Linked DNA regions of Mus musculus: region 1 is linked to region 2. A link is a contact called in public Hi-C data. All regions are on one chromosome and are shown on one strand. Each heading gives the region's core, a stretch centred on a gene start, on an enhancer-like site or on the middle of the called end of the contact. The rest is flanking DNA. Distances are from core to core; before and after follow the strand shown.

Region 1 (3,007 bases), core at 140-2,639, 82 kb after region 2:
TGTGTGTGTGTGTGTTTGTGTGTGTGTGTGTGTGTGTGTGTGTGTGTGTGTGTGTGTGTGTATAAACTCATGTTCACAGAGAGACTAGGTGCAGTTCAGTAGTAGAATGCTTGCCTACCATGCTCCAGGTTGTACGTGCCATGCACAACACCACAGAAAGAGAAAATATTATAGTTGGTGACATCTAAGCTTTTCCCTGTCCTAGAGCAGGTATGACTATGGCTGGGTATGTGTCTTTGTAATAGGAAATAGAGTCCTTTGGGCAGTAGTGATGTAACTAGTCATATGTTAGACCCATTTCTAGGGTGTTTTGGGAATGGCCATGCTTATTTCCACAGTGGCTAGACCATTTTGCTCTCCCACCAACAGTGATGCTGCTCAGGAAGTGTCCCTGTGGCTTTTGGTGCTCTGTGGCCCTTCAAGGTTTTCCACAATGCTTAGAAAACTCATGTTCATAGACAGAAAGAGATTGGGTGCACATCAGTGTCCAACATGTTCCAAGTTCTAAGTACCATCCACAACATTACAGAAAGCAAAAATAAAAGAAACATCATGGCAAAGAAGCGTGTATTGAAGAGGGAGAATGGAAAGCTAGTATTTAATGGCACAGAGCTTTTGTTTTTCCATAAGAAAAGTTTCTGGCAGCAGGTGCTGCAGACAACAAAAATGTGCTCAATTCCATTAAGTGGTTAGCACAACCAGCTCGGTAAACTTAAGGTATGTGTTATCTTCCCATGAAAATCACCTGAATAACTGTTAGATGTGATGCAAAAAGTGAGGGGTGAAAGATGGCTCTGAATTTTGGATTTGCAGGATGGTGAGATAGAGGCAACTCACAGGCAATGATGGGAGAACACTTAGATTTAATGTAGCTAAAAACATTTCAACTAAATGACTAACAGGCTGCAGGGGTCCTCGAGTGAGGAGCACACCCTAGAGGAAGCTTGAGCAAAGACCGGGGTTAAGGGATAACAGACTCAGCCAGAGTTACAAGACAGCACTCGGTTCACCTATTAATAGCTTGCACACCTAGTCTATGGGACGCAAACGCCGTCTGTATCGCAAGTTTTGGGAATATATTGAAAGTATACACAGTATAACATTTACTGGTACTGGGCACTACTCCCCAATGCTTTCTCTGTGGATGATTATACAGCCAAATCCTTCAGCCTAAGGTGCATGGACTGAACATCCAGACTGCACATCCCCCAACCCTCCAGCCTCCCCTTCCCTTCAGTACTACAGAGCCAAAGGGGTGTGGCCATGCAGTCATCCTGGAAATCCTGATAAAATAGGCAGTTGTTGCCTCACCCCTTCTTTGGGCTCACAGCGATTTCCAGATGCCTTATCTAGACCCTGGAATCAGCAATGCAGGTCTGACTCACCCCACATGTGCCAATGGAGGCCACAATGTGAGGAAATAAGCAATACACAATTGGGGAGGCCTTTTGTATGGCAACCAAGCTTCACTTTTCCTAAATAGCCACTTCGCTGTGGCAACATGATGTGCAAGGTCACGTTTATCTTCAGCTCTCTAAGGCAAATCTTTTAATATTATGCTCAGTGCTGAGACATATTTCTTTCATATCTCCTCTCTCTCTCTCTCTCTCTCTCTCTCTCTCTCTCTCTCTCTCTCTCTCTCTCTCTCTGCATGTGTGTGTGCACATGAATGTGTACATACAGGATGCAGGTGTGTGTGGTGGGTGGCACATGTGCATGTGGAAGGATAATTGGGGATCATCCTTAGGAATGTAATGCACCTTCTTTGAGATGGGATCTCTCATTGGCATGAGCTAGACAATTAGTTAGACTGGCTGGCTAGTGAGGCTAGAGCATCCTCTCTTGTCCTCCCCTCCCCTCCTCAGGGATGACAAATGAACACTCTCATACTCAGTGTTTTTATAACAGGCACTTTACTGACTGAGTGACCACACCAGCCCTGGCTGTTTCTTTTACTTCATATTATGAATTCTTTTACAAAATAAATAAACCTTACAGCCCCTCAAGAATTTTGAAAATCTATGTCCCCGCTTTGACTTGTAAGACTGTCATTTTTAAATTGATACTGTTGCAAGGATGCTGTTGCTAGTATATTGGAAAATTTTAGATACTGAAATTGATAAATAAAATTCATGTCATTGGAGACCATGGAGGCTAAAGTTTCTGGTCAGCCTTCACATACGTCAGTGGAGAGCACATACCCTACTCTGCGGACGATTGGAAGTCAGGTGAGAGGGCAAAGGCAAATACACAGATTCTCAGGAAGCATTCTCCAGGACTTCTGACTATACACTCAAACCTCCAGAGCTAGAAGGCAATTCACTGTACTACTGGACTGTTTCCGGATGACTTCTTTGGCAAACACCTCAACAATGCTGTTTTCCTATTCTGTTAACTGACATTCACCATTTGTCCTGTTAGCCACTAGTAAGCTTGTATTGAACTAAAAGGAACACAGGGGGCTCTCAGTAGAACGTAGATAGTAGGATAATAACATAATGAAGGACGAGGGACACAAAGTTTAGACAAGAGCTCCCAGAATTCATCCTGAGGCACCTGGGGGAAAATGAGAAAAAGCAAACCAGAGGGCTGACAGTGAGATCATCATTCTAGATAACTGGATACCAGGAGTTGGCTGTTTGTGCCCTCAGCATACATATGGTGAATTACGGTTTTTTAACTGAAATACAAAGTACATTTATCCATGTGTGTTTTATACCACATGTTGGGCACAGCAGGTGGAATTCCAATTTGGGAGACATGATTGCAATGTCCTGAAGTTCCCAAGTTAGTGAACAGGGCAGGTCTGCAGAGGAAAGAAAAGAGATTTTATTTTGATCCCTACTTCAGGTCCATTCCTGGACCCACCAAACTTCACAGAATCAGGAAACTGATACAGAAAGAGAGTTCTCCTAACTCAACCCTCTAGTTCTGCAAACACCACCAGATGGTGTCTCTCAGCACTGACACTCAGGCTCAGCTAACACAGGGAGGCTGCTTGGTGCAT
Region 2 (2,935 bases), core at 402-2,901:
TCATTTCTATTCCCTGAATATTTTTGTTTTGTTTTGTTTTTTGACACTTGTATCGTAGGCATGTCTTGATCTCAACTGGCCCAAGTTGACTTTGAACTGCTGATCCTTCAGCCTCCACACCCTGATTACAGCATGAACCACTGGGCCTGGTTTTGAAGTAGTGAGGATTAAACCCAGGGCTGTGAGTATACAGCAACACTTAACAACTGAACTCCATCTCCAGCTTCCAGGAACAATGGTTTTGTTTGTGAAAGGCATGCTCTCTATGCCCTAATGAGTGTTCCTCTGGCACATGCATAAACAAGTCACAAGAGCTTTGTGTTACTGTGTTACTGCTTGGAGACAGGTCTTGCTGTGCAGCCAAGGCTGGCTTTCAAGCCTGAGATCCTCTTGTCTCAGGCCCCAGAGTGCAGCCACGTGCCAACACAACTGGCCAATTCAAGATCCAAAATCTTATTTCAAAGCCTTTGGGGCCTATCACAAAAACAATGAACTGCACATTCATATCTTAGAGAGGTCTGGTACACTACCCTGCAGGCAGACATTGAAATGTGAGCATAAATGGGAATCTTTTCACTCTTGAAAGTAAACAAAATGGAAAAGAGACCTTAACGTTCATTGTATCCCTGTCTGATAGGTTGTAAAATTGTTGTGCTTTTCAGGACTGGTTTGTTGTTTGTTTTAGAATTCTACTTGAGATATCATGAACCTACCAGAGGGTTCATTCAGCCCATATGGTCCTCACATCTGAAGTAGACTGTTATATGAATGCTCGTTAGCGTTCAGAGAAGAAGGCTTTTCATAGCAAGGAGGAATAGAAAGTATGACTTTTCATTGTCTTGATATGTGCTTATGCATTTAGCAGGACTTAGCCCAAGAGGTATGAGGCTGGCTGAGGGAAAGGGCACAGCTGTCACCTCCTGCCAGTCAAAAAAGCTACTGATGTTTAGGGACAGGAACCTCCACCAGCGGGTGACCCTGGAGTGCAGGTCAATAGGCTCAGGCAGATGAACAAAGGTCCAAGCTTGTTACTCCAGGAGGATCGAGATACTGTGGGAGCCATAGCACATTGACTTTTGAAAAAGCAATGTCTAGGTTAGAATAACAGATTCTGAGTAGCCACAAATATGGTTAGGCTGAGTTTTCCCTATGGTTTTAGGTCCTAGAATTGTAGAGAAGGAATAGTGGACTTGTGCATTTCTCCCACTAGCTAGTTATATTCCTCAGAATTCAGTCCTCTGTGAACTGTCAAGTGATTTATCTATAGCAGCACCTCTGCTTTTAAACTGCCCTAAGCAAGCAGTCCTACAGTGGAAGCTGTAGCAGTCAACTCTGGGTAATTTATGTAACAGTGGAATTGGTCAGGGCAGAGGAGCCAGCAAGAGTGGATAAGTATCATTGCACAGTCAATGATGGCATAAGGTTGAAACTGTAGAATTCCACATTTTAGCCCTACTGCATGTTACAAGTGTCCCAGGGGAAATTGCCCTGAGCCTCTCCTCTTTAAAGAGGTAGTCTCTCTAGTGAGATCTTTTGACACCAACACTGGGCCTTCTATGCAGTTGTGCAAACACCACCGTCTAACCCAACCCAGTAAATCTTCAAATCATTCTGTTAGCGTCAACCACCATTCAAGGGAGTGCCTTCACAAAGGCTGACACATCAGCAGGAGAATGAATAACTCTAGTGGGAGCCCTCCCAGGGAGGGCCAACCCAGGTGCAGAAAGAGCCCAGAAAGGTTAACCCAGGACACATCTCACTTCCCTCCCTCCTTTGCTTCCTTGCAGCCCCCACTCATTAAGTCCATAACACTGAGGCTAGGCAAACTTCTTCAGGCTAGGAAGGCTATGGATTAAGAGAAGAGCAGGAAGTGAACAGAACTGTAATATGAGTGTATGGAATTCTCAAAGGATAAATAAAAATATATTTTAAACATTCTCTAAAAAGAGGTATGTGACAAGTACATTAATGGGACCCTTGTTTTCAATAGGATCCCCCATCAGAGACAGCTATAGAATGTGAATACACCAGCCCTAGGATGAATTCTCTACTGTATTAGCTATTTTCTCTTAGAATTCAGGTCATTGCCAGCCTGACCCAGCCAAAGTGCACTACTCAGGCTCTGGGTTATAAGATTTCTGAGACCAGAGAGGCTTCTCTTGATCCTTGTAACATGGATCAATGTATAGGTGTCCAGGAGGTCTAAGTGGGAGTGACAGTAGGGAGGATTAAGAGATGCCAAGGGCAGAACCCATTGAAAGCCTCAGAAGAATGATAGGAACCAGAAGCAGGGAGGAAGATAGATGAGATGGGCAATCTAATACTCATGGGGAGAAGACACTAGGAGGAGAATAGTTCTGCCTCTCAATGGATAGATTCCTGTTGAGAGCCCTTCCCCCATCCCTTGAAAGTACTGGGAAAGCACTAGGAGGAGGAATGTTGATCTAGTAAGATCCTGCCAAGATGACAAGGAGCCAGACGCCATGCAGAACAAGTACTGAGTAAGTACTGAGTGCCAGGTGGGCTATTTGCTCTGTTGAGTGTCTCTAAACCAGCCAAATGGGAATAGCACTGTACAAGACAGTTAATCACGTCCCCAAATGAACCAGCAATCAGGAAGCTGCTGCTTAAAGATGTGCCCCGAATCCTAGACCCTGCAAGGTTATCAAGAACACCTCTTCCAGCTACTCTGGAAATGTCTTCCCTCACCCCTGTCTAATAAGCTTCAACTTGATCTTTAGCTCCACAGGCTCCAGCGTCCCTTCCTGTCCTCCTCTGCTCGCCAGAAATTTCAGTCTCCATAACTCATGAGTGCATGAACTTGCTCAGTTTGTCTCAAATATCCAGGGAGAGGGAACTACTTCATGTTCTCTCGGAGCACAGACCACAGCCTACATAGTTAGGTCTTTGAATAACTAATAATTTCAATACTTAG

Evidence for each region. A called contact is a pair of places that touch in the nucleus more often than the background predicts.
Region 1: a contact with region 2 is called in a Hi-C map of uterus, with 2.7 times the contacts expected there. The contact joins two enhancer-like sites. A contact is called at or near these places in 2 of 39 promoter capture datasets (epiblast stem cells and liver), 4 of 484 Hi-C or Micro-C datasets (nephron progenitors and uterus) and 1 of 115 datasets of contacts at active chromatin or transcription factors (embryonic stem cells).

The regions. Positions count from the first base shown.
Region 1 is chr1:4,601,237-4,604,243 of GRCm38.p6, forward strand. The region is part of intron 1 of Gm37323 (a long non-coding RNA gene); the gene reads right to left. It overlaps Gm46082 (a long non-coding RNA gene), which reads right to left. Exons shown (of 3, transcript XR_001778820.2): 3 at 1,673-2,806. Among named protein-coding and RNA genes, the nearest start is that of Gm46082, 4.0 kb to the right of the region's middle. Within about 2 kb of position 1,390, at least 4 of the 459 cell types and tissues checked have an H3K27ac peak or open chromatin away from gene starts, as enhancers often do. A contact at or near this core is called in uterus, where this site is marked.
Region 2 is chr1:4,519,215-4,522,149 of GRCm38.p6, forward strand. No RefSeq gene overlaps it. Among named protein-coding and RNA genes, the nearest start is that of Gm22307, 8.3 kb to the right of the region's middle. Within about 2 kb of position 1,652, at least 9 of the 459 cell types and tissues checked have an H3K27ac peak or open chromatin away from gene starts, as enhancers often do. A contact at or near this core is called in uterus, where this site is marked.